Regions from separate parts of the Oryctolagus cuniculus genome. Here regions 2, 3, 4 and 5 are each linked to region 1. Evidence: chromatin contacts called from public Hi-C and Micro-C data. All regions are on one chromosome and are shown on one strand. The core of a region is the stretch at or near the end of the contact, and the rest is flanking DNA. Distances in the headings are between cores, read along the strand shown.

Evidence for each region. A called contact is a pair of places that touch in the nucleus more often than the background predicts.
Region 2: a Micro-C map of ear pinna shows a contact between it and region 1, with 7 times the contacts expected there. The contact joins the promoter of FGGY here to the promoter of JUN in region 1. A contact is called at or near these places in 3 of 6 Hi-C or Micro-C datasets (ear pinna, psoas muscle and skin fibroblasts).
Region 3: a Micro-C map of ear pinna shows a contact between it and region 1, with 5 times the contacts expected there. The contact joins the enhancer-like site here to the promoter of JUN in region 1. A contact is called at or near these places in 3 of 6 Hi-C or Micro-C datasets (ear pinna, embryonic fibroblasts and skin fibroblasts).
Region 4: a contact with region 1 is called in a Micro-C map of ear pinna, with 5 times the contacts expected there. The contact joins the enhancer-like site here to the promoter of JUN in region 1. A contact is called at or near these places in 5 of 6 Hi-C or Micro-C datasets (ear pinna, embryonic fibroblasts, psoas muscle and 2 more).
Region 5: a Hi-C map of psoas muscle shows a contact between it and region 1, with 5 times the contacts expected there. The contact joins the enhancer-like site here to the promoter of JUN in region 1. A contact is called at or near these places in 2 of 6 Hi-C or Micro-C datasets (ear pinna and psoas muscle).

Annotation. Positions count from the first base shown.
Region 1 is chr7:114,258,349-114,263,645 of mOryCun1.1, forward strand. JUN (Jun proto-oncogene, AP-1 transcription factor subunit) reads left to right here and starts at 1,658. Exons shown (of 1, transcript NM_001198947.1): 1 at 1,658-2,772. The coding sequence starts at 1,658. The coding sequence ends at 2,671. The region is part of intron 1 of LOC138850424 (a long non-coding RNA gene); the gene reads left to right.
Region 2 is chr7:113,712,882-113,718,378 of mOryCun1.1, forward strand. It overlaps FGGY (FGGY carbohydrate kinase domain containing), which reads right to left and starts at 3,648. Exons shown (of 16, transcript XM_070078420.1): 1 at 3,516-3,648. It overlaps LOC127493452 (a long non-coding RNA gene), which reads left to right and starts at 3,726. Exons shown (of 4, transcript XR_011390692.1): 1 at 3,726-4,393; 2 at 4,937-5,123.
Region 3 is chr7:113,261,127-113,266,167 of mOryCun1.1, forward strand. The region is part of intron 14 of FGGY (FGGY carbohydrate kinase domain containing); the gene reads right to left. All of the region lies in intron 3 of LOC138850643 (a long non-coding RNA gene), which reads left to right. Among named protein-coding and RNA genes, the nearest start is that of HOOK1, 95 kb to the left of the region's middle. Within about 2 kb of position 3,150, at least 2 of the 8 cell types and tissues checked have an H3K27ac peak or open chromatin away from gene starts, as enhancers often do. A contact at or near this core is called in ear pinna, where this site is marked.
Region 4 is chr7:113,411,211-113,415,999 of mOryCun1.1, forward strand. The region is part of intron 7 of FGGY (FGGY carbohydrate kinase domain containing); the gene reads right to left. Among named protein-coding and RNA genes, the nearest start is that of HOOK1, 240 kb to the left of the region's middle. Within about 2 kb of position 1,616, at least 1 of the 8 cell types and tissues checked has an H3K27ac peak or open chromatin away from gene starts, as enhancers often do. A contact at or near this core is called in ear pinna, where this site is marked.
Region 5 is chr7:113,621,007-113,626,351 of mOryCun1.1, forward strand. All of the region lies in intron 5 of FGGY (FGGY carbohydrate kinase domain containing), which reads right to left. Among named protein-coding and RNA genes, the nearest start is that of FGGY, 93 kb to the right of the region's middle. Within about 2 kb of position 1,290, at least 4 of the 8 cell types and tissues checked have an H3K27ac peak or open chromatin away from gene starts, as enhancers often do. A contact at or near this core is called in ear pinna, where this site is marked.

The sequences.
Region 1 (5,297 bases), core at 408-2,907:
CCGCAAACTTCGGCGCGTTCTCCACGTAGTGGTGTTGGGGGGAGGGGGGACCCGACTCTCGCGAGACCGCCTCCCAACTGGAGCCCACTTTCCGCTCGCCCCCACGGGGCACTCCGCGGAGCACCTTCAGGGCGGAGCTCCCGGCCCCCGGAAGTGCGGGGCGGGGTGGGGGGAGGGCTCGGACCGGGCGCTCGGCCTCCCAGCCCTGCACAAACGCTGGGGCGCCACTTGGAGCCCCCTCGACTCCGCCAAGTGGGGACACGCCCGCGCCCACTCGGCCCCAGGCAGCTGGCACAGCTCTCAGCCTTCCGTGACCCGCCATCCGCGTCTGGAGCCCTGAACTTGAGCCCCCGCCTCCGTCAGCGGCTGCGAGCGTCCGGCCGCCCGCCCGCCCGCTCGCTCGCTCGCGGCGGCCACCGTCACTAGACAGTCAAACCCCAAGACGTCAGCCCACAATGCACCGGGCGGGCCGGGAAAGACGGGCCGGGAGGGGACCGGGAAGAGAGGGGCTAGAGGCGCGCGGAGGGGGAGGGGGAGAGGAGGAGAAAGAAGGGCCCAACTGTAGGAGGGCAGCGGAGCATTACCTCATCCCGTGAGCCTCCGCGGGCCCGAAGAAGAATCTTCTAGGGTGGGGTCTCCATGGCGACGGGCGGGCCCGCCCCCCAGAGAGCGACGCGAGCCAATGGGAAGGCCTTGGGGTGACATCATGGGCTATTTTTAGGGGTTGACTGGTAGCAGATAAGTGTTGCGCTCGGGCTGGATAAGGGCTCAGAGTTGCACTGAGTGTGGCTGAAGCGGCGAGGCGGGAGTGGAGGTGCGCGGATTGAGGGAGACAGACACACAGACACAGTCCGCCCGCCCCGCCAGGACGCCCGTAGAGTGCGATCCGCACGGCTGCGTTGCTTTGCCAACTGCCCCGCGCTAGCGCCTGTGGATCCCGGGCTGGTGTTTGGGGGGAGCACCTGGAGAGCTGCTGCTTCTCCAGCCGCCCCCGGGGAGGAGAGCCCCACCGCACGAGCGCAGCTGACAGCCGCGGAGAGCGGCGACTGCAGCGGCCAAGAACTTTCCGAGCCGGGAGGACCGGGGACAAGTGGCCCGGAGTCCCGGAGCGAACTTTTGCAAACCTTTCCTGCGCTATTTGGGCTTGCCGCGGCGGCAGCAAAGAAAAGCAAGGCGGCGGAGAGAGGAGCGAAGAGGAGCGACGCGCGCGCGGCTCCGCTCGCCCCGGCCTCTGAACTTGACCGGCGCGAGCCGCTGCCGCCGGGAGCCCCCTGCCCCTCGCAGCGGAAGAGGGCACAGTCTCCGGGAGTCCGGGCGGCCGAGACCCGCCGCCACTGCGGGGCACCGCGCCGCGCCGCCGGGGAGCCTCCGAAGGGCGCGCAGTGAGTGACCGCGACTTTTCAAAGGCGGGCAGGCGCGCGCGAGCGGCCGAGGAGTGCGGGCGAGCGTCTGAACCCCGCCGCTCCCGGGAGCGGGGGCCGGTGAGCGGGGCGCCCAGGGGGAAGACAGCCCGCGGGTGCGCGCGCGCTCCGAAACTTTTCCTTTGCCAGAGGCCCGGGGAGGCGCGGGGTGCTCCCCGCCCGCCAGCGCGCTGTCGCGGCCCCGAAACTTGTGCGCGCAGCCCAAAGTAAGCCCACGTGAAGTGACGGACTGTTCTATGAGTGCAAAGATGGAAACGACCTTCTACGACGATGCCCTCAACGCCTCGTTCCTGCAGACCGAGAGCGGCGCCTACGGCTACAGTAACCCCAAGATCCTGAAACAGAGCATGACCCTGAACCTGGCCGACCCGGTGGGCAGCCTGAAGCCGCACCTCCGCGCCAAGAACTCGGACCTCCTCACCTCTCCCGACGTGGGGCTGCTCAAGCTGGCGTCGCCCGAGCTGGAGCGCCTCATCATCCAGTCCAGCAACGGGCACATCACCACCACGCCGACCCCCACCCAGTTCCTGTGCCCCAAGAACGTGACCGACGAGCAGGAGGGCTTCGCCGAGGGCTTCGTGCGCGCCCTGGCCGAGCTGCACAGCCAGAACACGCTGCCCAGCGTCACGTCCGCGGCGCAGCCGGTCAGCGGGGCGGGCATGGTGGCTCCGGCCGTGGCCTCGGTGGCGGGCGGCGGCGGCGGCAGCGGCGGCTTCAGCGCCGGCCTGCACAGCGAGCCGCCTGTCTACGCCAACCTCAGCAACTTCAACCCGAGCGCGCTGAGCAGCGGCGGCGGGGCGCCCTCCTACGGCGCGGCCGGCCTGGCCTTTCCCGCGCAGCCCCAGCAGCAACAGCCGCCGCCGCCGCCGCAGCCGCCGCACCACCTGCCCCAGCAGATCCCCGTGCAGCACCCGCGGCTGCAGGCGCTCAAGGAGGAGCCGCAGACCGTGCCCGAGATGCCCGGCGAGACGCCGCCCCTGTCCCCCATTGACATGGAGTCCCAGGAGCGGATCAAGGCGGAGAGGAAGCGCATGAGGAACCGCATCGCCGCCTCCAAGTGCCGGAAAAGGAAGCTGGAGAGGATCGCTCGGCTGGAGGAAAAAGTGAAAACCTTGAAAGCGCAGAACTCGGAGCTGGCGTCCACGGCCAACATGCTCAGGGAACAGGTGGCACAGCTGAAACAGAAAGTCATGAACCACGTTAACAGCGGGTGCCAACTCATGCTAACGCAGCAGTTGCAAACGTTCTGAGGACAGACTGTCGAGGGCTGAGGGGCGACGAAGAAAAAGAAAACAAAACCAACAGAGAGACAGTCTTGCGAACTTGACCGGTTGCGACAGCGAGAAAAAAATAAAAAAGACGCGTCCGAGGACTAAGGCCAAGGGTATCCAAGCCGGGCTGGGTTGCGTCCTGACGGCGCCCCCAGTGTGCACGAGTGGGAAGGACTTGGCGCGCGCTCCCCTTGGCGCGGAGCCAGGGAGCGGCCGCCTGCGGGCGGCCCCGCTCGGCGGAAGGGCTGTCCCCGCGCCATCACGACGGTAGACTTTTCTTTAACATTGACCAAGAACTGCATGGACCTAACATTCGATCTCATTCAGTATTAAAGGGGGGGAGGGGCGGGGTGACAAACTGCCATAGAGACTGTAGATCGCTTCTGTAGTACTCCTTAAGAACCCGACCGGGAGGGCTGGGGAGGGGCGGCGGGGGGCGGGGAGGGAGCCGGGGAGGGCCAGGCTGAGCCTGCAGATACACTCTTTCTGGCCTGCCTTCGTTAACCGTGTATGTACAGATATCTATTTTTTAATTTGATGAAAGCTGATTACTGTCAATAAACAGCTTCATGCCTTTGTAAGTTATTTCATGTTTGTTCGTTTGGGTGTCCTGCCCAGTGTTGTTTGTAAATAAGAGATTTGGAGCACTCTGAGTTTACCATTTGTAATAAAGTATATAATTTTTTTATGTTTTGTTTCTGAAAATTCCAGAAAGGATATTTAAGAAAATACAATAAAATATTGAAAAGTAATCCCCCCCAACCTTTTTTCTGCATTATCTCTAGATGCTAGGTAATCTGGGTGCAATCAAGAGAGTTTTAGTGTCCATCAGGATCGCTCAGTACTTATTGCTTTCAAGCAGTACAAACTCCTGGATTCCCTACTGAACTTTAGAAATAAGTGGTCCTGGTGTTATCATCAGGTCTCAGACTTCCCAGTTGATCACCAGAGGGTAGTGGGGGGTGGGAGAGGGTGGGTCCTGGGGACTGGAGGAAAGGGGGTTTGGGGGCAGAGGGGCAACCCACTGGCAAGTCAGACACCTCAAAGTTTGGGATTCCATCAAGTGGCAGGTGCTGGGACCGTTTGTAATGTTGGTCGAAATTTAACAGTACATGCTTATTCTCAAAGCAGGAACCCGGGGCAGATCTTAGAAAAGATGTATCCTTCCAATTTGGAATCTTCACTTTAACAATGCTAAGATTTAAAAAGATGGCCTTTGCTTATGAATATTCATAACAGATTCTTGTCACAATAAATGTATTCAAATACCAATAACAGATTTTGAATTCCTTTCCCATTACTACTTTTTCCCCCCCCAAGCTGAATACTGGAGCTTTTTCTTTTCAGTTGCTGGGGTTAACATTACTTTATTCTGGAGTTACTTGGTAACGAAGAAGCAAAGAATTTAGAATCAAACTAGAAGTTCTGTGGATGAAACATTCTCCAAATTTCATTAATGTGCGCTCGCACGCGCGCGTGCTCTCTCTCTCACTTTCCTTCCCCCTACCCCCAAATAAACACCTCTGCCCAAGGAAATTAGCAGTATAGCAGTTTACCACTTGGGATCCCTGTCTGTAGTTGATTCCTTGTTTGTAAAATAATCAGTCTTGTCTAGAGGATTATTATAGAGTCAGTTTTAAAGCTGCTTATCTAAATATGGAAAAGATTCACAAGAGAACACGTGAGCAGCAGCACACGATTACTTCGGAAGATCAAACAGCTCTGGGGAAGGGGCAGACTTAGATCAACAAGGCACTACTCAACAAGGGAACAATTTTTGCTTGGTTGCTTTTCTTCCCAAGAGCCAGTGTGATTATCAAGCAGCAAAAGCAATTTGATATCCAGGAATATTTCACAAACCACTAATTGAGGCAGGGCTGTTTGCTCATTAGCGGTGCTCTAGTACCCAACAGGTCTGGGAGTGCTAATATCCTGCCTGTGGCTGTAAATCCAAATACACAAAGAGTTTCTCTTTAGGAGCGTATCTCAGAGTGGAAGAGATTGGACAGGCTTGTTAGCTATCAGATACACTCCGTTGTAATAACACTTCTTGAACAAAGGGTTACTGGGAGCAGAGCCCGGTTTGCCAAACAGTGAATTTGCCGATGTCAGCAAGCCGGAAGGTGAGTTGATTTTGACCATATGTAGGAATAGTCAGCAGAGGGACAATAAAGCACTTTGGGGTGGGGCTCTGTGGAAGCCAAACAAGAGCCAACTAGAAGAAATAAGCAGGCTGGGGAATTAACTACCTGCAAAGGTAGACTAAGCCCAGACAGCAGCCCAGCACGGAAAAGCCACACCACTCCCCAGTTTGCTTTAGACTTGGGTTTAAGAAAAGAAAAAGTCCCAGGCCTATGCCTAGTCTTGATTGTTGCATCTAACATGCTGAATGTATATCCCTGAAACTCTCACGAAAAGGGGAGGAAAAATAATTGTGTCAGAAGACATCTACCAACACCCACTCACAATTTTGGAGGCAGAAAATCAGCTAATTACTTACACTCAACTCTTTATTTTTTAGGGGGCCTTCCATGAGTTGTTCCTAGGGTAACACTAATAGTTGGAGAGGATGAAGCTAGAGGTACAAGAAGTCACTAACGCTCAA
Region 2 (5,497 bases), core at 2,398-4,897, 540 kb before region 1:
AATAAAGCATGCAGAAAGAAGCCCACACATACATAACAAATTTGCAATTCAATGGAAAAAATAGGCCTTTTTTCAGTAAACGGTGCTGGAACACCTGGATACCCACATGTTAAAAAAAAAAAAAAAAGGAACTTCACTCTATATTCCATGCCATACATAAACAAAAAATGAACTTAGAACACATCATGGCGTTAATATAAATTTCAAAAAAATTCTTCAAAAATAGGAAAAAAAATGAGACTTCAAGTTAGACAAAGATATTTTAGATACACCTCTAAAAGCATGCCCATAAAACAAATTTATAAAATTTACCAAAATTACAAATTGACAAACTATACTTCACCAAACTTAAGAACTGCTTCCAAAAAGCAGTTAATAAAAAGACAAGCATATAAAGAGAAACGAAAATGAATCTTGATGTGAATGGAAGGGGAGAGGGAGTGGGAAAGGGGCGGGTTGTGGGTGGGAGGGACGTTATGGGGGGGAAGCCATTGTAGTCCATAGGCTGTACTTTGGAAATTTATATTCATTAAATAAAAGTTTAAAAAAAAGAAAGAAAGGTATTTTATCTATACATACTATGAAAGTATTTAAATAATTTGTACTGTTATTACAATTTTCAAATTATAAAAGCTTTATTTAAAAATAAAATAAAAAGACAAGCATCAACATGTAAGAAATATTTTCATATCATATATATGATAAAGAACTTAAAATGAAAGTATACAAAGACCTCTCAACATGCAATAGGAAAAAGGTAGCTTACTTTTTAATGGACAACAGATTTTAATATACACTTTACCTAAGAAGATATGGGGAGAGGGATTACAATGGGCACAGAAAGTATTTGGAGACATTAGATATGAACTTAATCTTGACTATGATGATTGTTTCAAAGACACATACACATGGGAAAACTTATTAAACACTCTAATAGGCACAGTTTAATGTTTGCTGACTATTCCTCAGTAAGGCTACTACAAAATATTGAGAACTTCTGGTTCCCAAAGGCACCTTTCTGCTACATTATTTCTTCAGCTCCTACATACAATCAATAATTAATTCCTAACCATTCTATTTTCATTTTGTCTCTCCATTTCCATATCTATTACCCTACCCCATCTCTCACCTGTGTTACAATAACCTCTCTCCAATCTTCATCACTCCAACTCTCTTATCCATCCTGCAGCCAGAATAAACTTATAAACCATAAATCTGAGCATGTCACTAATTGCCCTGGAGACATATTTCAAATTCCCTTAAGTGGTTCAGCTGACCCCTTCTCCCCAGATCCCCCACCTCACCCTTTCTTGCCCAAGCCCACTAATCAATCATGCTTCATGCCTGCATGGCTTTGCACATGCTGTTCCCAATTCACATGGTCCCTTTTGCCTTTCTCCAGTCCACTCATAGCCAGGCCTCCTAAGAGCTCAGAATCTGTCTCCAACCCCCTACTGGGCCACTTGCCTTTCCCTAAACTCCTGAGAATCTTATGCATATCTTTCCCAAGCACTCATTTCACTATCAGGTAATGTCCCTCATCAAACTGAATTGGAGCAAAGTGGATGAAAGCTTGAAATCATAGGCCAAGTGTGCTTTATCTTTACTTCCCTAAAGCTTGCCAGAACGACAGAGTGTGTGCCCTGAGATGAATGAAAAAAATGAATGAATGAAGAACTGATTTGAATGACTTCTCTTACATCACCTGAGTGGATTTCATGCTTCTCCTTTGCAAAAAGGTGGACAGGTGAGAGGTTAAGTGACCTCTGCAGTATATTCTGGTAGAGTAAGCATTTTCTTTTTTTAATGCCCTGGAGGGAATCTCACTCTGGGAGTTTAAGGGCAAGTCTTAATAACTCAAATTGTGTTAAAAACTGATTTCAACTAAATGAAAGTTAGAAATGTGAACCAAATTCCAGGAAAAGACAAGGCCTATAGCACAAATTAACACAGGCCACCTCCCTGTAAACTTCCTGATTTCATCCAGAAAGACACAGCTCTCCACTCCACCCTTGGGGTGATTCCCTCCTCCCAATACACATTTTGACTTCCAAACCCAGCCATGAGGACTCTCCATCTCTCCCCGCCTCTCAAAATCAGACTCCACGCCCTTTTCATCCTGCAGGTCGAGCCCAACCAGCCATCCTCAGTAACAGTCCTATGGACCTCCCAGCAGGCTGCTATCCTGGGCCAGCTTCTCCAACAGCCACGGTGACAAGAGCCAGCCAGGACAGACTCCCAGGAGCCCATCAGCAGTCATCTGGAGGGAGACCCGGCCAGCAACTTAGAAAGGAACAATTAAAACATACACGTGGTGGATCCTAGGAAAGAGGGGGAAATCAAGCAAAGACAAAGCAAAGCTACCACTCAAAGAACCTCCACAGACTAAGAGAATATTCTCTTCTTTCTTACTGATTTGCAGTGCAAAGGCATCATCACTTCACCCCCCCAGACCTCACATTTTCAAACTTGACCCACAGAGGACTGGTCTTCCGTTTGTTGGCCATGACTGACCCTTTAATTTAGGGACAAAAACAGTGTTAAGACATAAAAAGTGCTTTCGTGGAAAAGAGCCAAAGAGCAGGGAAATTCAACGTTGTGCATCTTTTCCCATCTTTAATTAGTGAAATAAATAAAAACGGCAAGATGGGGTGAGCATTTGGCTAAGACACCCCTTGGGGTATCTGCCTCCCCTGCCAGTGTCTGGGTTCAAGACCAAGCTCCACTCCTGATTCCAGCTTCCTGTTAATGTGCACCTGGGCGACAGCAGGAAAGGGCTCAAGAAGCTGGGTCCCCACCACTTATTTGGGAGACCCATACTGAGTTCTGGACTCCTGGCTTCCACCTGGCCCAGCACTGGCAGTTTTGGACATCTGCGGAGTGAAGGAGCAGATGGAAGATCAGGCTGTATAAATGTTTCCCTCTCTAATTCTGATTCTCTGCCTTTCAAATAAAACAAGAGTAAACAAACAAAAAATGTTTTAATGGCAAGACTCCCCTCCCCCAGGCTTCTACCCAGAACTGTGAGCAAACAGCATTAGCCCATTTCAACTGAACCGCAGCTCAAGTATTATCACAAACCGCCAACAGCTGGAAAGCTACAAGCAGCCCTGGCCTTAAAATGCCTTAGGTAGCCACACTCAGGATTAACAGGCTCCAAAAATGCTTGGAGGAACGTCAAAAGGGGCGGTAAGGGGGCAGGGAGGCTAAGAGAAGACCTGGACATAGCCAAGCGATAGTGGCCAGAGAGGAAGGACCCTGGGCTCAAGGGCAGCTGGGGTATGCAATGAAGGCCGGACCGCCCTGTCCTTGGAGTGGCCAGACGGACGCCTCACCCAGGAGATGATAGAGGGGATTCAACAAAGTCCTGGCTGGTGTGAGGCTTAAAGGACTGAAGGCCCCGGCCGGTGCGCCCCCGGGGCGGCTGACCCTTCTTCCTGGTCGTGTGCGCCGACAGCCTGCGCGCCTGCAAACGCCCCTGGTGCCCACGTGGGACTGGGAGGAGGGTCACTTACTTGTCCAATCTGAAATTACATTTTAGCTAGAGGGGCCTGCACATTTCCGCGCTGAGCCATACCGCACCGGGACTGGGCGGGCCTTGTCCCGCCCCGCCCCGTCCCGCGCGCGTCCCCGCCCCCGCCGGCCGCGGCCCCTGTAAAGCGCGCTCCGATTGGTCCTTCGAACCGGGCCCGGCATTGGCCAGCGTCGCCCGCCCTGCTGCGTCCGGCTCCTGCAGCCCAGTGGGTGGCGCCGGCGGCAGCGGGGCTCCACCTGGGCTCCTTGTCCTGCGCTGGGACCTGGCCTGGCAGCTGGAGAGCTAGGTCTGCCCCGCTTTGGGTATCCATCTCCAGAGCTCAGCCAGGAAACCCTTGGCAGCCCCGGTAGGGGTGTGTGTCCAACTCTGCTCGGCCCCTGTTTACGCAGAGCTACCACCGATATGGGCCAGTGGGAACACTAATGATACTTGCTGAATGCCTCCTTTGTGCTCCTGAGCCTCTATAGCGTCCCATTTCTTGAGCAGTTGACCACCAGCGGTTTACTGTGGTGGGTCTTGGACACGGAGCTCGCTTCATCCTCACCGTCACACACGTTGCCTTTGCAGTAGACCTCAGCTATGTATCCCTATTTTGTCTATGCAGAGAGCCAGGGAGGTGCTTAGAGCGTTCTGGGACAGAGCTAGCAAGCGAGGCAAGGCAGGCAGGCAGCGAGAGGACAGTACCAAGGTGAGCTCCAACCTGAGCTGGTTCCCTTATAAAAAGGCAGGTTTCGGGGCTGAGGGGACTCCCGATTTAAAGATAGCTTGTCTAGCATGGAGGCCCAAGACTTTTGTGTTCCAAGGACACTGAGGTCCAGAAAAAGGAACTGATCTGTCAGGACACACCAGTTATGAGAGGTGAGTCTCAGTAGCAGTGACTTCATCGAATTATGGGCCGAAAAGGAAACAGGTCCTCTTCTCTTGGTCCTACAGGTGGGGGTACTGGAAACCCAGTCTTTGTGCTCCGTGGCTGGGAAAGATCCTGGCTTGGGATCCTTTTCTGCATCAGGATTGTCCACCTTTCATTTCCCACAAATATCTGTAGACCTAGAAGTGAACCTGAGATCTGCTACTTAACAGTTGTGTGAATCAAGTATACAACAGGATCATCAATAAGACTTGTCCATCTTACATTTCCTGTGAAGAGCAAATGAGGGAATAGATGTTAAAATGCTTTCTAGTGTAAGATTCTGAGTGCCCGTGAGCCATAGTTTTCAGATACCCCAGGAATGAAACCAATAGTAGGTGTTGCTTGCCTCACAAGCCACAGCAGGGAGTCTCTCCATGGCTTGACTTGAACTAGTGTGGATTTGCTGCCTGGCCACCAGGGATGGCTCTGTTTCTGGGATTTTTTGCATTTTATTTTTTATTTGTTTCCTCTTATTGTCATACTGTCCATAGCAACAAGAGCATAGTGACTGGAGCTCCAACAGCCATCTTGGATCTTGAAAGGACCCCAGAAATGAAAGCCACACAAAGCAAAGCAACAAGGTGAAAGACCCTGGGTACCTAATGCCAAAGGGCACAAGACCACAACCACCTGCTCTTTTCCAAACCTCCACATGAATAAAGGAAACAGTTTCCTTAGGTAAGACACATTTATTTTAGTTTTCTGTTACATAGAGCCAAACCTCATCATATATATCTGACCTCATGCAACTCTTAGGGCAACCTTATAGAGCAGACACAGGCCCAGTGAGTATAAATAACTTGTTCAAGGTCATTCAGCCAACTTGCCAAGGTGAGTCTAAACTGGGTTTGTCTGAGTCTAATTCTATTTCTCTTTTTCAGTTATTATGTGTTACCTAGTATGAATGAATGAATCTGTTTTTCCATTTACTTCCATTCCATTCATTTTTTTTTCTCTTAAGATTTGTTTATTTGAAAGGCAGAGTTGAGAGAGAGAGAGAGAGAGAGAGAGAGAAAATCTTCCATTCATGATTCAATCCCCAAATGACCACA
Region 3 (5,041 bases), core at 1,900-4,399, 1.0 Mb before region 1:
CTGCAATCAGAAATGTTCCCATGGATGGGCAGGAGAGATGGGTAGGTAACAGCTACAGTCAATTTCATTAATCGCTGTCTATGTACCTGGTTTATTACTTTCTCTCCATGATAAGCCTCAAGGTCGGCCCTATCATCCACTCTACTTTATAGCTCAGCAAAGAGTGTTACAGAGCTTATCTATACTGACACAAGGCCAAGGGTGTGGGGCTGAATTCTAACCAAGGGTATCAAACTCTAGACTTTTTCTATCTCCCTTATTTTTTAAAAAAAATATTTATTTACTTATTTGGAAGGCAGAGTTACAGAGAGGGAGGGAAAGACAGAAAGAGAGAGGGAGGTCTTATATACCCGGCTTTACGCCCAACATGGCTGCAATCGCCAGGGATGAGCCCGGCTGAAGCCAGGAGCGAAGAGCTTCTTCGAGGTTTCCCAAGTGGGTACAAGGAACCCAAGCACTCAGGCCATCTGCTGCTGCTTTTCCTATGCCACTAGCAGGTTGCTCAATGGGAAGTAGATCAGCCGGACACAAACCGGCACCCATATGGGATGCCGGTGTCACAGGCTGTGGCTTTACCCGCTCTACCACGATACTGGTCCCTAGAACTTTCTCTTCATCACCAGCCTCTTTGCTTTTGAGAACCAGGCACTCCCCGCAGGAACTTTCACTTTTTTTTTTTTTTTATAATCACCACCAGAGTAGCCACTTCTTACTGAATTCCTATAATAATTACATATATTATTCCATTTGACTCTCCCAGCAATCCCATGAAGTGGGTATTTTCATACTCATTTTACAAATGAGAGAGTTGGGGTTGGAATAAACACATCATCCAAAGTCAACTGGCTGTGAAAGGAGGAGTTGGGATTCAGATACCACGCATGATTTATTGGTAGCTTCCTGAATACTATACTGTGTGCCAAGTACTTTATAAATAGTATTCATAGCATCAACTTTTCTGAAATAAGTTATCTTAGTATTTTCATCTTACAGATGGGGAAACGGAGACAAAGAGGAACTTGCTCTAGGCCTCTCAAGAACAGTAGCAGAGCTGGGTTTGCAGGCCAGGAAGTCTGGCTCAAAAATCAAGGCTCTCAGCCTCTAGCACTGTGTTGATTCAAGAAGTGAGGGATTCCAGGCAAAATGAGGAGGAGAGAGAACGATTTCAGAGGCAGGGGCAATTGCTTCTACGTGGGCAGGGCCTCAAGGAGGCAAGTGACTTGGAATGCTCTGGAAGAAGGAACTCTCACACCCACATGGATGGGAGCAGGCCCCCAGAGCCCTGGCTCCTCTCCTCTGAAAGGGGCTGGCCACCCTGGAGAATTTTCCAGCCTTGAGCAATGGTGTAGGTGTTTTGTTTCTTTTAGGCCCACTGAGATGTCTCATTAGGAAATTGCCTCAGACTCTTAAGCAAGCTGTGCCTCCACTATTTGGCTACAAAATCCTCAGAAGAGATTGACTTCTACAGTTTCAAGTGACTAGTTGCATTTTAATGTCCTGGGTGGGGGGAAGAGTTGAAAAAAATGGGGGGGGGGGCTTTAAATAGGAAAGGCAAAGTAAAAACACATTGTGTTCACACTGTGTGTGAAGTGCTGAAGACATCAAGTCTCCCAATAACCCTCTGAGGTTGTGATTCATCCCATTTTACAGAGAAATGAACTAAAAACGCAGAGCAGTGAAGTCCTAAAGTGAAGAAGCAGCTAGAGGGTTCTTGACATCTGCCTCTCACTTGCCCAGGGCCAATCCAGATACATTTTTAGAACATCTCCACAAATAATGATGGAATTACCAAGAACATCTGCACACACAGAGAAACCCTTCTACTAGCCTGGCATGTTCCGGTCCAAGCTTTGGGTAAAACATTTTACCTTCCCCGGTCCTCACTGTACTCTTGGACACATGAGAGTCTACAGCATTACCATCCTGAGACATATAGCTTCAAGAGCAGAAACAGTGTATAGGGAAAGTGTCCAAGAAACCTGGACAATATAAAGAAAGAGATTCACAGATGTGAATATATGAAGATCAAAAACTCCCATTCAAGACATTATAAGCAAAGGTAGATGACAACGGACATAAGAAAGTCTTCCGTATATATGACAGACAAAAGACGGATACAGAGTAGAAGAAGAATTCCTTGAATTTAGTGAGGAAAATATAAGCAAGCCTACAGGAAAAGGAAGACAGCATATTGACAAGCCCTTAGCAGAAAACAGAAATTTAAGTAGCTGATTGGATAAAAAAAGAAAATGTAATCGGAGAAAGGCAAAGGAAAAAAACAAAGAGCAATCACTGTTGGTCCATTAGGTTGGCAAAAACACTACATGGCCGGCAATATCCTGTGTTGGTAAAGGCACTGGGACAGCACTGGCAGGAGTGCAAATTGGAGACAGCCCTCTGGCAGGACACGTTGGCCACAGTTAACATTTTAAATGCATACATCCTTCCATCAGAAATTCCATGTTTCTGTGTCTTTTCTGTATCTCTCCAAGAGAAATTCGCATTCCTCCATGTGAGTCACTATCCCAGCAAATGACCCTTGCGTCCCAGCTGTAGCTGCCAAGCACTGGAGTCTACCTCGATGTCTAGCAACAGGACAGTGGTTGGACAGATTTCTTTGATAGATGAAAACTCTGGAACTACTGTTAGTATATAGTATACAGGGGCAGCTGTACATGTTTTAGTGTACTCCAAAATATCTTGCAAATGGGAAAAAACCTGAGCAATCTCTACAGCATCATTGTGTGTGTGTGTGTGTGTGTGTGTGTGTGTAATATTTTGTCTGTGATTTTATTAGGAAGGTTAAGAGGATGGACAAAATGTGTAACAGTGATTATCTCTGGAATGAGGGGAAGTTCACATCTTTCACCTACATTCTAAGTATCTTGTTTGTATCTGAACAGTGTAACTGTATTCTTGTCTTTTTCAGTCATTTAAAGAATGTCAATCTGGCACCAGAGCCAGAGTCCCTTGCCTGGTGCTCTGTGTGACCTACTGTTCACCCTGGATTGAGAGACACACTGACCGAGGGCTGGGATCAGCTTAGGAAGCTGCCTTTCCCTTGGTGTTTCTCTCTTTCTTCGCACTCACATACCTCAACACGCAAACACACAGAATTGTTCCTGTCTTGTGCACAGCCTCACTCACAATAACCACGGCATATGCTGGTTCATAGCCAGAGACCTTCTGAATTGTGAACCAGTGTGATTCTGGCCATCTTGATAAAACGTGCACAATCACACTCTAACACAACCATGACAACAATAACAAATTGTCAGGCCCCATGGGCACAAGCCTTGATCTAAACCGTGGGGTCCAGTGGGCACATACGGAATGTGAAACCCCTTAAATAATCGCTCTGCTGGCCTGCAACAATCAGATGTTCCTTTAGCCTTAGCTTTCCCAAGGCATAAACTATGTATTCAGGGGAAAGCAAAGTCAAATGACTCATGACAGAGTTTGTTTTTAGTATGAATTATTTTTTCTGGCTCCTTGCTTTTAAAGACATATCATTTTCAGATGAGCTGAAGCAAGGACTGCTGGGAGCTAGGCTCACAGACCCAGCCCTTCTGCCCCTTCTCAAAGCTGTAAGCAGATGCTGTGGCAGAGCGTTTGGTTCCCATTATCATCACTCCCTTCAAGGACTCCTCTTTTTCCTTTCAAAACTGCACAATGGCAGCCTTGCAATAGCTGGTGGTATAGTAGAAAGAACATTGCATTTGGAGTCTAAGAGGCCACAGCTTTACTTGCAACTTTTCCATTTACTACTTATGTGATGCTGGGAATATCACATGGCTTCTCCAGGCTGCAGGTTCCTTGCACATGGAATGGGAGGGATGAGTACTGTGCTGGATTATGGCAGGGATTCAAGGAGGTAATCTCAGCAAAGTGTCTGCCCCACAGACCACACTCTCGGAGCCTCTATCCCGACTGCTTGTGGGAGACCTGGGCAGCAGGTATCCCAAGAAGGCAGGCAGTGGTGAAAGGCTACAGGGAGAAACACAGCAACTGTAACTTTCTTTGTATTTATCATGTGCCAGCTGCTGTTCTAATTGCTTTCCCTGGACTATCTCCTTCATCCTTAGACGTAACCCTCCAAGGTACAGACAAATGGGATCCACATTTCACGGCTGATGACATGAGGCACAGAGAGGGTAAGAAACCTGACCAAATCCACCCAGCTGGTGGTGAGTGGAGGATCTGGGGTCTGAATGTTTATGGCATGGCTGTAAAACCAGAGTGGGGAGAGGAAAAGTGGGCAGATCCAGAGGCTCCTTGAGTGGAATCCAGGACAAAATTCCATCACAAGTAGGCAGCTTTTCAGATCACTCTAGCGAAACACACAAGGGTAAGGAGGAGGGCACCGGGAGAGTGTTCAGCCAAGCCTTGCAGGAACATAGGTGGTGGACAGTCAGAGCCCTTTCTAGGGTATGACAGAAGAGAACAATGTCTTAATTTCTTAATGTCCTCCACAGCCATACCACCCTGAACATGTCTGATCTCATCCTAATAGTGTAGTATCTTTGGTCTAGGCCCAGAGAAGCCCATGTCTCTGAGTGAGGACCCCAGGACAGGGCTGCCATCTGTGGGGGTGGGGGAGCTGCCTGCCTGGCCCCGTATGCATTTGGTTTGTCCCAAGCAGGCAGAAATAGTTGGAACACAGAACTCCAGAGCTGCTGGGGACCTCAGCCACTGCCTTGCACAGCTGCACCGTCCAGGCTGAGGACTGCTGCTTGCCCACTGCCATGCCACAAGTTGGCAGTAGAGCAGAGACCAGAACCCAGGCCCTTATTTTCCAAGTCAGGCACTGCCTCTGGCATCCAGATCACACCATCAGCTTCTTTCTCTTCCAGCACAACTTTGATTTCATGACTTATTTTTCCACTCATTTGTTTACCCCATATTTGTCAGCCAAGCAATGTGCAGAAAAAATAAAACTATGGGCCACTGGGCTTTGGGTAGGTCCAGTTCTCCCAATAAAGTCACCCTTTGAATTAAGGAATGTTTAGGCTGCACTCCCAATAAATCACTGACTATTCTA
Region 4 (4,789 bases), core at 366-2,865, 850 kb before region 1:
AGCCCCATGAGTAGGCCTGTCTCAAATAGAAACCAAAAGAGCACAGCTGCCTGCGTGGGAAGATTTGGGAACCTGTTCTCTTTGGCTTTACTTGGGCCCATGTACAGCACTCAGTGATGGAATGGTGGTACCAACTGTCATTGTCATAATAAAAGCAGTCGCCATCAGTCATTCAGTGCCCGGCTAGTACCAGGCACTATGCTGTACATTTATACATGTGGTCTCATCAGACATGGGCGGTGTCATGTGGGCGCCATTAATGGCAGAAACACCAGAGGAGAAACTGAGGTTTGCAGAGGCTGACTTGCCCAAGGTCACAGCCATCACACCTCCATTTTAGTGCAGGCAAAAGCACAGGAATTGTTTGATAACTGAATGTTTTCAGCCTCTCTACATTGCCATTCTTACTGCTACGTGTTGCCAAAACCCAAGTGTGAAGGAGAGGATGACAGAGAATAACACCCCATTCAAAGAATGATATGGAACAGAGGGCTGGCCATAGATGGGAGGCATTCAGGCTAACCTTCCCCACATAGCCTGTATTCCGTGATACCCATGAGAGCCTGGAATTGTCTTCTACTTATTCAAATACCCCACAAGCACCTTCGAGGCACACAGTATGACACTAGATGTCCATAAACATGCAGAGATATACAACTAGAGTGCACAGAGAGGTGGAAGGTGCTCAGGGCAGGCCAGAGAGACTGGGGTGCAGGAGAGAAGGCTGCATCACGCTGACCTCACCCATTTCAATGCAGTGCCACCCTCCTTGCACTCTCCTGTCCTTGGTGCTCTTACCCACCTCAACACTTTTTTTTTTTTTTTTTTTTGACAGGCAGAGTGGATAGTGAGAGAGAGAGACAGAGAGAAAGGTCTTCCTTTGCCGTTGGTTCACTTTCCAGTGGTCGCCACGGCTGGTGTGCTGCGGACAGCGCACAGCGCCAATCCGAAGGCAGGAGCCAGGTGCTTCTCCTGGTCTCCCATGGGGTGCAGGGCCCAAGCACTTGGGCCATCCTCCACTGCACTCCCTGGCCACAGCAGAGAGCTGGCCTAGAAGAAGGGCAACCTGGACAGAATCCGGTGCCCCGACCGGGACTAGAACCCAGTGTGCTGGCGCCACTAGGTGGAGGATTAGCCTATTGAGCCGCGGCGCTGGCCCACCTCAACACTTTTGCACTTGGGTCTTCTCTCTGCCTGGAATCCATTCTCCATTCTGCCAGGCTAACATCTGACTATTTTTTTTTTCCTCAGATGTGACTTAGGGATTCCTGGATCCTTGAGGGAAGATGGGATCTTCCTGCTAAATGTTCTCATGCACCACTGGACGTCCAAGTACAAAATGTCACTGGTAGTTTTAAAAGGTCATATCCTCCCTGCTCCTTGTCTACAGTGAAAGCCACAGGAAGCTGGCACTGCCCTACCCACATGCTTAGCAATCCAGGAGCTACCACAGTTTCTAGCAGCTCAAGGCAGGAAGTGGGAGAGTCTGAATGCTTGGGGCTGCTAGAGAAAAGAAGGCTAGAGAAAGTCGCTGCTTTCAGGGCATACATGATCTGCTGGGAGGGACAGCGAACCCCAAAGGGAACAGGGGCCTCAGGGGCAGCTAACCTGAAGTAGAGTCTTTGGGAGGTTTCCCAAGGAATTTGGTCTGCACTGAATTCCAGAGGAGTGAGCAGGTAAAAGGCAGACTGGTGTGTCTCATCCAACCAAACATCTCAGAGCTTTCTAAAAAGTGGGATCTACAGGGAGCCACAGACAGGACTCTCACAATTCTCCAGGATTTTACAACAGCTTTCTAGGATTTTTCCATTGCCTTTTCCAAATTCTACCTTCTGCAGCACAGCGACTTGTGCACCTCTGCTATTGTTCAGAGGCCCAGCAGCAGGGGGAAGTACAGCTCTTCCAAACTTTCCCGGTGGTTATCACAGTAGTTAGAGCCCAGCCCCCAGGGAAGTGAGGTCTGGGACTTGTGCCTGTAAAATCCCTGGGCCTCTTTGTTTTCAGATCAAATCCCTTGCTCTGCTCAGTACTGTGGGGCTGCCCCTATAGACTACCATTCCCAGAACCCAAGATAGTGGAGGGCAGCTTTGCTGGGAGATTCTAGGGCTGGCAGGAAGGGGCAACCAGAGCACACCTCCTTTCCTCTGTCTGGGGCATTATCTCCAGCAGGGGCCGCTTCCCCTCCAGGATCTCTGCCCTACGCATAAGGCCGTTCTGGCTCCAGCAGCTACCAGTGTCTACTGCCTTGGTTTTCAGCAACACTAGCTCTTTCCTATGCCCCAAAGTCTTGGGGTGGAAGTAGCTTCCTTATGTTGATTTTTTTGCTTACTTTGCAGTGAATCTGGCCCTTCTAAGCTTCCTAATTATTGGGGTCACCATTTTTTCCATATTAAATTCCCAATTTTTAGAATGGTTTATGTTTTACTGAATGGGCCCAGAATAATAAAACTTCCCATTCAGGGCACAAAGGTTTGTGGACAGGAAGAACTCCCAGATTTGAGCATATGGTAACAGAGTTGTTGTAGGCTTTCTCCCTGAGACACGTCCCATCTTATTCTCACAACAGTCTGATGTGACGGTGCTATTATTACCCTCGTTGTACAGATAAGGAAACGGAAGCTTAGAACTAGAAATGCAAAGTCACTTAGCCACGGCTGCACAGCTCACAGTGAGATCCACATTTGAGTAATCAGACTCCAAAATGCTGTTTCTTAATCACCAGGACTCACTGATTTTTCTCCATTGTACTTCTTTGTAACTCTCAAGATACTGAGGTCTTGAAGATCCTGACCCTGAGATCCTTGACAGAAAAGGGGCTGACTACTGCTGGCCCACGGAGTTGTAAGTTCAAGGAAATCCTGGGAATGACACATAGGAATATAGAAAGCACAGGCCAAATTGATATCACAGGCTCATTTAACCCTGCAAATTGGGGAAAGGTAATTTGTGGGACATGTTTCTTTGTTTCTGATCATGTTAGCAGATTCATTGTTGTTACTTCTTGGCTGAGACATATCTCAGATATATCCAAGAAGTAGTGTGCTATAAATAAGAAAATAATGGAATTTGGAGATAGTAGGATCTGCTATAAAATGGCAACACTAAGATTAAACGGATGCTCAGATAGCAAGGAAATGTTTAGAATTACAGGTTTGATTAGTGATAGCCACATCACCGTCACCACAACCACCATCCCCTTTCTACCATTACCATCATCTGAACAATTTCTCAAAGAGTCAATTGTATTCTTTCCTCCTAGCAAACCTATCAGACATACAAGAGAGGCTGAGTACTGTGCTAAGCTTTTTAAATAGTCTTCCATTTAATCTTCATAACAGCTATAAAAAGCTATATTCTTTCTTCCCTTCAATGGACATAAAAGCAAAGAATAAGAATGTTCAAGTTACTTGCCCAAAGTTACACAAATATAAGAAGCAGCATCAGGATTTCATTTTGCTCTGACTCCACATCCCATATTCATTCTGCTGTCCTCACTTTATCATGCTAAAATGGTCTTATACATAGAAATATATTTGGAAGTGTTAGTTTACCATGAAACATGGTAAGAATCACAGGATAAGCATCAGAAAACCTTGGTTTTAGCTCCTTTTTGGCTACAAATTCTCTAAGAGTGAACCTGTTCCCTCATTTACACAGTGAGAGACATAGGTCACAAATGGAGGTCCTGTCTCGGCTCTCTCAGGATTTAACAGACACAGTGCTGTTTCCGACATACAAGGCAAAGTGCCTCCTTGCCTGGACACAAGTCCCTACCATGTTCTACATTCTCAAGTGCTTAGGAGATGTAGAAAGCCACTAGTCATGCTTAAACAGCACCAGCCAGAGGCAGGTCTTGCCCAATCTTCCTATATACTTGCCTAACGTCCACCCCTGATTCCACAGCAGTGCATGGCTGAGGCCCTCTGGGAGGCCACAGGAGCGTGAGCTGACACATCCCATTTTCCCCTTGGCCACACAGAGCTTGAAGGGGCTATCCTTGAGAAAGCTGGCCAAAACACAAGCAGGAAAAAGCAAAAAAAAAAAAAAAATGTGGGAGGAGCTTTCTCCTTTCTGAATAAACACATTTCACAATCCATGGAGGAATCATAAGCTACACATGCACATCAGGAAACAATTCACAAGAGGAGATTTTGACAAGTGCATCCTTCAGCATTGCTGTGGGCCATCATGAAACTGTACAACTGTCAGTCTAATGGTTAAGGGGCAAAATTAACAGCCGAAGAAGCAGGCATCAGGAAAAAAAAGTGACGTATTCAGCTGTTTTCCATGAAACTTGTGCAATGTCCAGTTGAGAATAGTTGCTCAATAAATTTTTGTTGAATGAAAAAAAGAGAGTAAGCAGCAGAAAACAAGATTACTGACTCAATGAATAAATTCAGGGGCTCTGGTTCAATGAATATCACCCTTCAACATGCACAGATAAGTCAAAGAAAGCAGTATATTTAGAAACATAATTAAAAAGACTTGCAACTTCATGAACAGCTCTTTTATTTAGTCTTATGTGCTGTCTCCCTCCCTCTCTCCCACCCAGTGAACCATACATCCTTCCATCCAAACATTTACTGAGTACCAACTATATTTCTATAAAAGAAAAAATGAGACTTTGCAAATGTTATTATTAAGAGTACGTTATCCTATAATTTATTAAACCACAGCTTCTTTGAAAACTTTAAAGGGTTATATAGAGAAAAACATCCCAAGTTCTAGCATTTGTGTTATAATTATCTCTACTTTATAGCTATATGAAAGTACTTTACAGCTTTCAAAG
Region 5 (5,345 bases), core at 40-2,539, 640 kb before region 1:
ATCATTCACTAATTAATTCCTTGGATACAAAGATGAGAAAAAAACATGCTACTGTCAGCCAGCGCCGCAGCTCACTAGGCTAATCCTCCACCTTGCGGCGCCGGCACACCGGGTTCTAGTCCTGGTCAGGGCGCCGGATTCTGTCCCGCTTGCCCCTCTTCCAGGCCAGCTCTCTGCTGTGGCCAGGGAGTGCAGTGGAGGATGGCCCAGGTGCTTGGGCCCTGCACCCCATGGGAGACCAGGAGAAGCACCTGGCTCCTCCCACCGGATCAGCGCGGTGCACAGGCCGCAGCGCGCCGGTCGCGGCGGCCGTTGGAGGGTGAACCAACGGCAAAGGAAGACCTTTATCTCTGTCTCTCTCTCTCACTGTCCACTCTGCCTGTCAAAAAATTTTAAAAAATAAATAAATAAAAAACATGCTACTGTCTTCGAGAAGGAGCTCCTCCCCATCACTAGCTGAGAGGTTCTTCGAGTGCTGGAGCCACACCTTACTCTGCTCAGAAGCAGAATGCCTGGGGCTCACAGGGGCAGACTCAACTTACAATTCCATGAATGTACCTCCTGCCTCCAGACCGGTCCTACCCCTGTAGCACTGGACCCACTAACCTGATCCCCTGTGATACCTCCCATGACAGGCTGTAGTGATGCTGGTTCAAGTACTCCTTACAAGGCTGGATTAATGAGGTGAGCCCATTGCTGGCATTCCCATCTACTACAAAGAAAAACACTGGTCTTTCTGAGGCAAAACAATGGCAGATTTCTCCCTGGTGCACCCCTCTTCCTTTATGCAGTCCCTCTGTCTTCGAGCAAACTACATTTAAAATAGCTTTTGTGAAGGACTGACACAGGGGCCATTTTTATATATTTCTGTGCAAGCAGCAATGAAGGGACTGTAATATGAACAATGTGTACTCCTTCCCACTTCTGGCACAATACAGACGACATTGTGTCGTGGGCCTGGGCAGGAGTGGGGGCTGAAATAATGAAACCAAACCTTAAGTTTTATTACATGAAATTCTGATAAAAAGCACTTCGAAGCCTCTTTTCCCATCATCAAAAAACCACACTGGGCAAGATCAGAGCTTAACAGCCAACAAAAAACCACATTCAATCCCTGAGATCATTTTCCTGAAATAGAAAACTACATATGTTTCTCAAATTTCACATCAAGCCACTGCAGAGGCCAGACTGCAGGGCTGAATTGGGCCAAAGTAAGTAAGAGAGAAGGAGAGAGGAGGGGGGTGGGGTGAGGGGGGAGTGAACACAAGAAAACGAGCCCATTCTTCCACATCACCACATTTCTCTAGCGCAATCTACACTTATAAACACCCCAGTTCCACAGAACTTGTAGTTAGGGTTGCTTATCGGGCAGTCTTTACTTTGTCAAATTAAGACACATTGCCTTGGATTAGCAAGACTCCTTAAATTCAAAATGACTTCATGGTTGGCTCAGAGCACGGTGTCTCTAGGGCCAGCCGCCAGGAACACAACCACTGCAGTCTCCCTCCCCTCTCTGCCCTGACCTACCTGACTTTTCCATGGAGACAGCAGAGAAAAATCCTAAGCAGACAGGCTGTCAGTGTTAATTAAAAGTCCAAACACCTCTTTAGAAACTATCTCCAGCTCAATATTTATATAGAACATAGGATTCTGAACAGGCAACGCTAGGGAAGGGAGTGGGGGCTTAAGGGCGGAAATGGGTTTGAATGGCATTTGGAACCCATTAATTTTTAAAAGACAGGCTGCCACCCTATATAGACCCAGAGAGGTTCAAAATGTAACAAAATCAGGAAGATGAATGAGCTGAAGATTGTTTAGAAAGGCTGGGGAGAGTGTTCAGCTTTTGAAAAGAATAATATCTGGGAAGTAATGAGAGCTGACACTTTTTATTGGTGAATGCAGGTTTTGGCACATTTTAACAATACAGGTTGACAATTTTTTTGTATTTAACAAAAGGAAAAGCAATCTACTAAATGACTTGGGAACAAAGGACTCTCTGACTGCAATTTCTTAATAACATTTAAAATTTCTCTTCAAAGGCCCTTGACAATAATTTAGAGAGAAGAAGAAAACAGAAAAAAGTTAAAGTATATTAAAAAAATAATAATAAACTAAGTAGAAGTACTAAAGAATAGAAGAAAAAAGAAGGGAAGAAAAGAGCACAGCATTTTAACATTAAATTATATCCCAAAGGGCTGAATGCTGAGGTCAAACTAGTAATTCATTTTCAAAGGAATGACTTTTAGGAGAGAATCTAAAAAGAGACTTTGGTCGATACTATTACATCTCAGGGACTCAGAACTTTTGGTCTGGAACAGGCTAACTGCATTACCCAATTCAACCACCTCATTTTGCAGGTGAGGAAATTGGATGGCAAGGCGCAAGTTTACCTGACTGGACCAGACACAAGTCTTATTTTTTTTTTTTAACTTTTATTTAATGAATATAAATTTCCAAAGTACAGCTCATGGATTACAATGGCTTCCCCCCGCCCCATAACTTCCCTCCCACCCGCAACTCTCCCCTTTCCCGCTCCCTCTCCCCTTCCATTCACATCGATTCATTTTCAATTCTCTTTATATACAGAAGATCAGTTTAGCATATATTAAGTAAAGATTTCAACAGTTTGCTCCCACATAGAAACACAAAGTGAAAAATACTATTTGAGTACTCGTTATAGCATTAAATCTCAATGTACAGCACATTAAGGACAGAGATCCTACATGAGGAGTAAGTGCACAGTGACTCCTGTTGTTGACTTAACAAATTGACACTCTTGTTTATGGCATCAGTAATCACCCTAGGTTCTTGTCATGAGTTGCCAAGGCTATGGAAGCCTTTTGAGTTCTCCGACTCTTATCTTATTTAGACAAGGTCATAGTCAAAGTGGAAGTTCTCTCCTCCCTTCAGAGAAAGGTACCTCCTTCTTTGATGACCTGTTCTTTCCACTGGGATCTCACTGGCAGAGATCTTTCACTTAGGTTTTGTTTTGTTTGTTTGTTTGTTTGTTTGTTTTTTTGCCAGAGTGTCTTGGCTTTCCATGCCTGAACTACTCTCATGGGCTTTTCAGCCGGAGCCGCATGCCTTAAGGGCTGATTCTGAGGCCAGAGTGCTGTTTAAGACATCTGCCATTCTACGAGTCTGCTGCAGACACAAGTCTTCTAAGCTCTAGGCCATACCACTTTTATAACCTGTGATGTAAGTCCTGGCCAACACCAAGCTGTCCAGGCCCTTACAGTATCATGGATTCAGAGTACTGAATGCTGATATCTTTAATCAGGTTGACTGTACCCTTTAGGCCATCCAGAATCACCCAAGAGCAACATATCTGAAGGTCCAAATACAAGTTCACAAGAGTCCACTCACAGAGGTGATAACCCTGGGCAGAAAACTGACAGAAGCGCTCACAAAAACTGAAATGCCTGGTCATCTTGAGGGAGGCCTTCTTGGTCAAGAAAAGACCCTCTAGGTAAAGCATGATATGGCTGTCCCCCGGAAATCTAGCTGCTCCTCCACCCACGCTTCACCCTCAGAGTTAGACCCTTGTGGGTTTTGGTTATATTACCCAGAAAATAGGATCTAATGTTTCACCACTTGCACAGTTTCAAAACATTTTCAAAAGAGAACATACCATCATATCTCTGAAAATGAGGACTCAAATTCCAGGATCATGCCACTTTACCATACTGAAAGAGCGAATAGGGATTAAATCCTGAGACTCAAGGTCTCAGAGAAAATTGTTAAGTCAAGGCAAAGCTCTATCGCTGCTTGGTTGGAAAAATCGCAGTCAGGCTGGCTATCACCTTTCAGGCAGACAAAATTCACATCTAGATGCACACCACAGAGAGCTGGGGAAAACTCAATAGAAACTAAACACATTCAGACCAATAGATCTCAAGGAAGGGTGCATATCAGTCACCCGAGGCCACACATTTGTACCACTCCCTCAGAGGACAAAGGATCCTCAACCACCTCTCTCCAGATCTGCACTGCTGACAAAGAGGGAAAGAGGCAGCCTTGGCCTGTGTCGAGAGGACACTCAGTGACATGACAGGGAAGCGATGGAACAGGGCAGCATCAGGGCTCACACTCACGGTGCAAGGATGAGCAGCTGTAACGCCTCACTCTCCCCTGCCCCCAGATCACAGACAGACTCCATCCTCTTGCCCTCCCTGGACTTTCAGTCTGAACTCTGGCAGCCCTGAGGTCTCCCCAGCACCCACCTGTGTCTTCACACCCACAGTAGCTGTGAGACCCTCAATGTCACACTCTATGACTCACCGAACCCTGATCACATTCACAGGAAGTCAAGATCAAACCCCCAAACCAGGGAGGAGGAGGTGAAGGAGAAAGGTCATCAAGCAGGTTTATTTGGTTTCTGAAAGGCCAACCTTTCCCCCCTCCCACCCCCACAAGATGTTTAACTGAATTTGGATTCACCTTAAAATTTAAAAATAAATAAAAAATTGAAACTGAATGTCAAGGGAGATGGGATTAATACATCTTGGGTGCTGTTGTGTGGCAGAGACTGATGAGGTTTACCCACAGTGCTTCATTTTCTACATATAGCAAACCCGTGTCATTTTTTTTCTCCTTTCAGTAGCAAGACGAAACTAGGGGTGCAGGCATTTGGTACTGCTAGGATGCCATGTAGAAGTATCTGGGTTCAAGTCCTGGGTCTGCTTCTGATTCCAGCTTCCTTCTGATGCTCACCCTGGAAGGCAGCAGGTGATGGTTCAAGTAATTGGATCCTGCCACCCATATGGGAGACTCAAATTGAGTTCTGGGCTCCTGGCTTTGGCGGGGCCCCTCACTGGCTGTTGTGAGCATTTGGGAAGTAAACTAGTAGACGGAAGGGCTCTGTGCCTATGTCTCTATGGCTTTCTGTCTCTCTGCCTTCCAAATATAAATAAAGAAAGAAACAAGTAAATAAGAGGAAACTAGAATTCAAAGTCATTAAATGAATTGCCCATGTTTGCCTAGATGATAACTGGCAGAAAAGAACTTTGAGCTAAGGACTGTTTGGCTTAACCGTTACATGGATTTGAATTGCTAAATAAATGTGTATCTATTGCTGGATTAGCTGTGGGAAATCTTGTAAGTACTCTGTCAATATGCATGCAAGCAATAAGTGAAGGACTAAATAAGTGATGGAAATTATGAGCTACAGTTGCTTCAAATGGCATCCCACCTCCCCTATGACCACGACCACCTTCATCCTCTTTCTTGTCATTTATAATATAAAGATTATAAATTAGTATCTAAGATAGTTATCAGTGTAATTTATGGCAAAATTATGATTTTGTGATTATCTTTTTACTTACCCAACTTTGATTCTCCCCTTT